Regions from separate parts of the Rattus norvegicus genome. Here all the other regions are linked to region 2. A link is a contact called in public Hi-C data. All regions are on one chromosome and are shown on one strand. Each heading gives the region's core, a stretch centred on a gene start, on an enhancer-like site or on the middle of the called end of the contact. The rest is flanking DNA. Distances are from core to core; before and after follow the strand shown. Region 1 holds the start of Cimap2 (ciliary microtubule associated protein 2). Region 2 holds the start of Ssbp3 (single stranded DNA binding protein 3). Region 3 overlaps Tceanc2 (transcription elongation factor A N-terminal and central domain containing 2).

Region 1 (2,700 bases), core at 24-2,523, 290 kb before region 2:
CTGACCCATGAAAGTCACTTTGGGTCTGCTTCATCATTTTGAGGGTTCCAGAGGTGCTCTGCCTCCACACCCTATGCTCTGTTTCTCCTCACAGCTTCATCCTCTTCAATTCTTACCATTATCCTTCCCACCTCTAAGTAGACAGATAGATGCTACACCACATGGTGGATACTTCATACACTCTTCCATATACGTTTAACTATATATAGGGCTATTAGCCAGACCACCACACGACCTCAGCTCCTAGAACCATGTGTGGCACTTAGTAGGTCATTCATATGCAATTGTATTACAAAATAGGACATAAAAAATACGACAGTTGGGCATAATGGTGCACACCTTTAATTCTAGCACTTGGGAGGCAGAGACAGGTGGATCTCTATGACTTTGAGGCCAGCCTGGTCTACAGAGTGGGTTTCAACACAGCTAGGGTTATGTAGAAAGACTGTCTCGAAAGAAGAGAAAGAGAGAGAGAGAGAGAGAGAGAGAGAGAGAGAGAGAGAGGGAGGGAGGGAGGGAGGGAGGGAGGGAGAGAGAGAGAGAGAGAGAGAGAGAGAGAGAGAGGACATCTGGGCTGCTGCAAACTTACTCAGAACTTTTTAGCTAAGTTTCATGGGATGGACAGACCGTGTGGCCTCTCTGAATACTTTACATTGGATGGTTTGGAAATAGTTTGCAAGAACTTACTACAGAAATGGAACAGAAAACAAAAGAACTTGGAGACTTTAATCCCACCCAGTTCATAGAGAGCAACGGTGTGAGTTCAATGCCAGCCAGGACTACATAGGAAAAGGGGAAAAGGGGGAGAGGAGGAGGAGGAGGAGGAGGAGGAGGAGGAGGAGGAGGAGGAGGAGGAGGAGGAGGAGGAGGAGGAGGAGGAGGAGGACGACGACGACTACGACGACTACGACGACTACGACGACGACGACGACGACGACGACAATGAAGGAGGAGGAAGGAGAATAGAGGAGGAAGGAGGAGGAGGAGGAAGGAGGAGGAGGAAGAAGAAAGAGAGGAAGTGAGCAGTGGGGGATGGGCGAACCAGCCCTCTTCCCTTCCTCCCCCTGCTCCAGCCCTCTGGGTTAGCCTTCCTTGTGGAGGCAGATGCGCTGGTAGGGCCCATGGGAACTCCCTTGGATCCTGGGTGCCAGGCCAGGTAGCAGTTGGGCCCCACCTGTGGCTCTGCACCCCAAAGGGCGCCCCTTTGAACCACTTGCGGATGGTAGACATTCTGTTGTGCAGGGGGCGCCGTGGGTGCGAGGTCTCACTGAGCCTAGCCTCCAGCCTGCCCCCACCCCCGCGCAACAACCCCTTGACACTGCGCGCTGCCAAGGCAACCCGCAACCAGGGCGTTATGATTCAGCAAGTACAGACCTGCTTCGTGCCACGTGGGAGCTTTCCAGCGTGCTGGCTACCCCCTGACGTTTTCATTCATTTTATATTCCCAATGCTGCCTTGCCTGAGACCCTTTCGGGGCTCCTGCAGACCTTAGGATCCCCCTGAGGTTTAATAAGAGTGTTCTTGTCACTTGCTGAGAATCTGTTTATTTCTGCTTATACCAGGGAGAGCCCAGGCTCAGAAATTGCTTTCATGTTCATCTTGTGCTGAGGGAAATGGAGGGGAGAGCAGACTTGGGAATTCTGGTCCTTTTCTACTAGATGGAACGGGGGTGGGGGAGTGCGGGGGAGAATGAGGAAGGTGGAACGTGGAGGACAAGTGGAGAGATAGGTGAAGGGACTCAGGGACATCTGAGGGGATGCAGTGGCATCAGAACCTCAGCCATCCACTCCGAGCAGACACTGAAGAAAATCTGCAACCCAAATGTGGTCCCCGTCCTCTGAGCATAGTGGGGAAAGCGACTCTGACAACCATCTCAGCCAGGCTAGCGATGGTGTATGGGGTGGGACCCAGCCTGTGGACAGGCAGAATCCCAAATGAAGCACTTGCTAGATGAAGAAAGAGGGAAGGGTGTGCCCCAACCTGGCATGACCAGCTCTCCCTCCTCCTCCTCCCTTCCCTACAGATAGCATCCTCTGACTGTGCTGATGTCTCCTTCACTACCTCGGAGCCCTCCAAGGGCTTCAGCAGAGATGAACAGAACAGACATCTCAATACACCCCACTGCTGTGACAAGATAACTGGAGGCCGATGGAAGATATATTAAGTCCTGCATCCAACCCGGGGCAGAGCACACCAGAGGCACAGCAGCCTCCTACAGCCAACCTCACCAAGGTTGGTATTTAAATGGAAGGCCAGGCTTCTGGCTCTAGGCCTGGTAGTCACATAGTCACAGCCGATAGAGCCCCCACAGCACACCACTGAGCTGGGGGTCAGAGGCATCGGCTGTGGCCTCCATCCCTCCCCAGCACCAGCGTCTTGAGAAAGTAGTTCCTCTCTGAGTCCCCGCATGCTTACCTGGAAAATGAAGCAATACAATACTCTTATCTCCAGGCTCCTGGGAGGATTAAACAGCCTACAGTAGACAGTTCCTGGCCCTTGGAAAGGGCCTCTCAGAGGCCCACAGAAAGAGCCTGTCTTGTTGGATCCTGACACAGTGCTTGCCATATAGCAAACCTGTAGCAAATGTTTGTTGGGTGATAAATGAGTGAATAAATGAATGTAGTAAGATTTGTCAGGAGCCCATAACTTTAAAGCTTGATTTCTCTGGATCCTAGCTGGTGACCCTGGACACGGTATGCT
Region 2 (2,700 bases), core at 48-2,547:
GACACTGACCTATTCTTTAATTGTTTGGTGCGAGGCATGTTAGGGGGAGGGGCGTTACTTGTTTATTGGAACAGCGCAGTTAAAAAAAAAAAAATCAACCTAGGCTAACAGTTTCAAGGCTCCCCTAAAGATGTATCCAAACAGGCAGCCAATCAGCGCTTACACAGCTTTTTCTGCTTGACTCTTTTAAAGAGACAGTACCGACTATGTTTTATCACATTTAAAGAGAACCGCGCTCTAAAAACAGTATGAAAATGGGGGAGCCATTTCTTATCTCACCAGTTTTTGATTTGGAATCTCCAGGGAGAGAACACTGCAGGTTTTTGGGGTCGTCGAGTGGACAGAAAGGAGTCGTGAGCAAAAAGCTTGGTCACTCTGCCAACCCCCCATTTCCCATTGTACACCTGGGTCATTGACAATGGAAGCTTCCCCTCCCCCCACGCCCGACTCTGGTCCCCCTACTCTCCAATTTAGCTCCATTTATTTGAAGTTTGAGATTTCTGCGGCGCGCACTCCGAGTCGCGAGGCGTCCAGGTGACGTCCCTCATCCAAGCGGAACCCTTTCCCGTGGAAAGGCGAGGGGCTAAACTTGCCAGGGTTAGCAAACCTCAGAAATTTGAGAGAAATCACTCTCTTTCCTTCTACTCCAAGACTCCTTTCCCTTCCTACAGATTGCCTGGGGCACGCCAAGGGCCATTTTCGCGCGGCTCCACTTTGGGGTTTCCCAAAGTATTTTAACGATCTAGTAAAGAAGCAGCCGCGCGCTTTGGCGCCAGCTACGGCTGCCCAGCTCCGCGTGCAGCCCTGGCCGGGGCTCCGAAGGCAGGGCTGGGCGCAGGCAGCCCGGGGTGGGGCAGGGAGCAGGGCCGGCTGGGGTCCTGGCCCGCAGAGGGAAGATCAGCGCGGGGAGGCGGGGGCGCTGGGGGCCAGGACGACGCGGAAAGGGGCGCGCCGGGCCAGCCGGGATCCGCGCCTCTCTCCGCGCCTGCTGTCGCAGCGCCCAGTCCCCGCCGCGCCGGCCGGGTGCTCCAGTTCAGGCCCCAGCCCTTCGCGTCGCCGCCCCACCCCAGCGCCAGGGCTCGCCCCCCGCTCCCCCGGCCGGGGCACGAGCGGGCAGCGGCTCGCGGAGGAGGCGCAGCGGGACTGGCGCGGCCGCGCTGACAGGCGTCCCTCCCGGCCTCCGGGCCCGCCCCCGCGCGCCGATTGGCCGCCGCGGCCGTCCGTCGCGGGGCGTGGACGCCCGCCGCGCTCCTGCCGGGGCAGCCACGTTCGGTTGAGCTCCAAGTAGACCAGCGGCGGCGGCGGCAGAGGCAGCGGTGCTGAAGGCGCAGAGGGCGGCGCAGGCGGAGCCGGGTGGCGGGCGCGCGGGCCGCGAGCAAGCGAGCTGCAGGCTTCGGGCGGGCGGCGGCGCAGCTCAGGCCGAGCCGGCGCGGGAGGAGTTCCAGGGCGATGGGGCCGCGGCCGGGGCTGACGCTTTGACAGCTGGAAAGAGCGCGGAGCCAGCGCCGGGGAGGGAGGGAGCGCGGCGAGCGGAGTGCGAGCGAGCGGGCGAGCGCCGGGAGGGGGCCGGGAGCAGGGCAGCTCGGGAGACCGGACGGTAGCGGCGGCGGCGGCGGGCTCGGCGCCCTCTTCTCTGCAAGCCATGTTTGCCAAAGGCAAAGGCTCGGCGGTGCCCTCGGACGGGCAGGCTCGGGAAAAGTAAGCCTCTCGCGAGTGGGGCCGCGCCGCGGGCGGCGGGAGGCAGGTGGGCGCGGGGGTCGCGCTGCCTTGTGCCCCTGGGGCCCGGGTCTCTGCCCCGCGACGGCGGCGACGGCGGCGTGGAGAGCCCATTGTTGGGCGCCGGCGGAGGCTGGGGCACCCTGAAGGGGCAGCAGGGCAGCGGTGGGCGAGGGTAGTTGGTAGGCGCGCTGGCTGAGCGGGCGCGGGGGCCCGCGACAAGGGTGGGCGAGGTCCCACTGTGAGCCGGTGCGCTCGGCCCGCGGGTCGCGGGGGCCTTACTTTGCCCACCGAGTGCGGGCAGGGGGCGCGTGGCTTTCTGCAGCCCCGAAGGCTCCTTTTGTCCGCCCGCGGCGTGAGGAGTGCGTGCCGGGGGCTTTGTTCGCCCGGGAGCGCTCTTCCTACCCAGCCAGCGGCCTCATCGTCAGCCCGGTGCGCTCCGGGGCGCCCTGGCTGGGCTGGGCTGGCGGCGCCGGCCTGGCCCCAGGCTTGGGGGACAGTTGTTTGAGGGGGAGATGCTGAGGGCGGCGCTTTGCTGCCCTCTCCAGAGCGCGCCAAGTACCCGAACTGGGACCGAGTCCGTCCGGACCCCGAACCTAGGCTAAAGCAGCGAGCTGAAGTGATCTGGGAAAAGGAGGGTGGCTCAGGGCTCTTGTAGCGGCTTTCGAGTTTGTGAGACCTAGGTGGGTTTAGTCCCAGTGCCACTTGGAAGTTCAAGTTTGGGGACCTTTCTCCAGCTCCCGCGGCTTGGTGGCAGCTTGTCTCTGGTACCCACCCACTAGCAGTTCTGACTCGGATCCTGTCTGGGGTAATAGGTACTTACGTCTTGTCATGGCCACAATGGGATGGCACAGACCGGGCTCACAGTTACTGGCAAGGTCCAGAGCAAGCCTTAGTGTGATCTGACCCTTCCCTCTCTCTCTCTGCCTCTGCTCTTTCCAGGTTAGCTTTATATGTCTACGAATATTTACTGCACGTAGGAGC
Region 3 (2,700 bases), core at 42-2,541, 260 kb after region 2:
GCTCCGAAAAAAAAGAACCAAAAAAAAAAAAAAATGTGCATCTAGGAAGCCCTTGGATGCCTGAAGCTCTAAGCAACAGACCAATAAGAAGCTCTTAAAAGACAGGGAGGGCTGGTGCAGACCTCTGCACAGTACTCAGGAGATGGTGAGAAGAGAATCAGGAGCTCACGGTCATTGTAGCCAGGCTGACTGGAAGAGCACCTACCTAATCAAACCAAACCAAACCAAACCAAACCAAACCAAACCAAACCAAACCCACTCTGAGCCAGAGCCAGTCCCACAAGCTGGCCCCTGGATTGCTGACCGGCAGAGGAACTATGAGAAACAATGCTTTCTTAAGCAGCGGATTTTAGGGAAATTTTATATAGTAATAGACAACTAATCCATTGCCAGAACCAACCAGTTTTGAATTGCTTACAAAAAGCCTTCTCCATCTGGTCCAGACTGTCTCTCGGCTGCCTTTCTTGCCATACTCTCTGGCATATTACGTTTTAAATACACCTAACAACTCGGGGCTTTTGGAACGGGACTGTGTTCTCTCTCCCACCTCCACCCTCACGCAGCTCCCACGATGCATCTCTGCCTGACACATCCCTCAACACTTTCTTTCCTACTTCCATACACTTGGCTAGCCGCGCCCCATCCTCAGAGCACTGTACTAAGCTACAGAACAAAGTCTATAAACTGCCTATATCTCCATCAGACTTAAAGCTCCAAAAAGAAGGGAGCAGTTGCTGTCTCCGTTATCCCCCATAGCTCCCAGCACACAGAGGACACTCTGTGATATCTGGTGCTTACATCCCTCGAGGTAGGGAGGCAGGAAGGCTAAAAGTTGAAGCATAAACATTCTCAGGAAATGATCCAAGTAAGATTTTCATCTGATACAACTGTAGAGGAACCACGAACCCTCTGCATCCCATGGGATTTCAGTTTAAGGAAGGCTCGGGTAAGGTCAGGGTTCAACAGCTGGATGGGTTCCAATTCCTGCTAAGTCAAACCTCATGGTAGTTCCATTCCGGCCCCTGGCTGTAATCTCTGGATACCTGACACACCCATTCTTGAAAATACTCACTACACTCATCTGTCAAACAGAAATGGTTTTTAAAATTATCACCTGCTGCATCTTTAAGACAGTCTTAGCTTATCATGTTGAGATTTAGGATCTGATCACGTATGGTATCTGTGGTATGTGTCTAAACAGGAACACATACGCACATACATGCATCAATAAGCAGGTCCTAAAATATTAAACACTAGTACCCTCTACCGGTGGAAAGCCCTTACAGGCTCATGTGAATGGTCGTACTGCCCTCTAGTGACCACAACCTATAAAGACAGCAAACCCGGCAGCAGATGGGAGCATCTCCTTGGCTATAATGATAGGGTTTTATATTCTTTAAGCATCTAATTTCCTCAGATTCTGGTTTATATTACAGGGGTGCAACTCTAAGACTCTTGGGGGCTCCCTGGGGACTCCGTAAAGCTCTTCCCAGCTGTTAGTGACAGTGTGAGGCTGCTCTCTCCTGCTTCTCAGGAACAGGAGGTCAAGGGGAGGCAGAGGAGGCGATGGCAGCACTAGTGAGGGCAGAGGCAGCAGCTGTGCAGGCCCGCCCTGAGCTCCCCGGGGAGCCGAGAGCAGCTTGAGGAACACATGTTGTTCTTCCCTTGCATATTATCCACAGTTGTGTGCTGTGCTAAAACGGCAATTCAACTCGGTCCCTCACTCACCTCTGAAATATCTCCAAAGCCATAATAAGTGACACGGTGGCAAGTGTTGCTATCGTTTTTGTTTTATAAACCAAGTTCGCCAGTTACTGCCACTGGTGACAGATTAAGCTGAATTTCTTTCAAGATTTAACTGAATCACCACCTCCTCTATGGGGCCTTCCCGAAGTCCCCAGACTGCAGCCACTGCTCCGTCCTTTCTGATCGCATACAGACGCTCCAGATTGAGCGGACAGTGTCAGATGTGCTCATTCATAGCTACGGTAGAGTACTGCTCCTGTCTGTGTACACCATCACCTCTCTACCAAACCCTCAGATCCTCAAGGTCACAACCAAGTCTTAATCAGTTTGCACAGTCAGCATCAGGCACACTCAAAATGTCACCTGTAGGTGCTCTATACGGTAAGCACAGATATTGGACACATGCTTTTAAAACTTTATATAATAACTGTTATTATAAGCTAGCACCTCTGATAACTCTAATGAAAAGGTAGAGGGGGTATAGCAAGGTGGCTCAGTGGGTAAGGGTGCTTGCCAACAAACCAGACAACTTGAGTTTGATCCCAGGACTCACATGTTGGAGGGAAAGAGCAAACATCCGCTAACCCGTCCTCTGACCTCCATATGTACACTGCGTCAAACACACACCCAAGCCCATTCCCAGCACAGTAAAATGAAGGCAAAAAATTTAAAAGATTGAGGACTGTGCTTTGTGTGTTTTCATTTCATTTTTTAAAAATTTTTACTGTATGTTACTATACTTTACTATACATTACTATTTTACTATGTATTGCTATAGTTTACTATATATTATTATTTTTCACAATAAATTCCTAGCCTGAGGCTAGAAGTGTTCTACACAGCAGTCCCTCCAGCGACAGTGTGGAAAGCACCGATGGGTCAGGTAACTCATGGCGTACAGGAAGAAGGGAGACACCAGGAAGTGCTTCCCAGGGCCCAGGACCATACCTATCC

The links. Hi-C and Micro-C count contacts between places; a contact is called where the count stands out from the background.
Region 1: a Hi-C map of the A7r5 cell line shows a contact between it and region 2, with 4 times the contacts expected there. The contact joins the promoter of Cimap2 here to the promoter of Ssbp3 in region 2. A contact is called at or near these places in 2 of 12 Hi-C or Micro-C datasets (the A7r5 cell line and Schwann cells).
Region 3: a contact with region 2 is called in a Hi-C map of prefrontal cortex, with 2.7 times the contacts expected there. The contact joins the enhancer-like site here to the promoter of Ssbp3 in region 2. A contact is called at or near these places in 8 of 12 Hi-C or Micro-C datasets (the A7r5 cell line, the Rat2 cell line, Schwann cells and 5 more) and 1 of 1 datasets of contacts at active chromatin or transcription factors (oligodendrocytes).

The regions. Positions count from the first base shown.
Region 1 is chr5:126,629,419-126,632,118 of GRCr8, forward strand. It overlaps Cimap2 (ciliary microtubule associated protein 2), which reads right to left and starts at 1,274. Exons shown (of 10, transcript NM_001109262.2): 1 at 1,175-1,274. The coding sequence starts at 1,230. It also overlaps a transcript of Ttc22 not described here.
Region 2 is chr5:126,918,904-126,921,603 of GRCr8, forward strand. Ssbp3 (single stranded DNA binding protein 3) reads left to right here and starts at 1,298. Exons shown (of 17, transcript NM_053358.2): 1 at 1,298-1,698; 2 at 2,659-2,700. The coding sequence starts at 1,643.
Region 3 is chr5:127,176,705-127,179,404 of GRCr8, forward strand. It overlaps Tceanc2 (transcription elongation factor A N-terminal and central domain containing 2), which reads right to left. Exons shown (of 5, transcript NM_001014260.2): 3 at 2,695-2,700. Among named protein-coding and RNA genes, the nearest start is that of Trnaa-agc38, 5.4 kb to the left of the region's middle. Within about 2 kb of position 1,292, at least 12 of the 93 cell types and tissues checked have an H3K27ac peak or open chromatin away from gene starts, as enhancers often do. A contact at or near this core is called in prefrontal cortex, where this site is marked.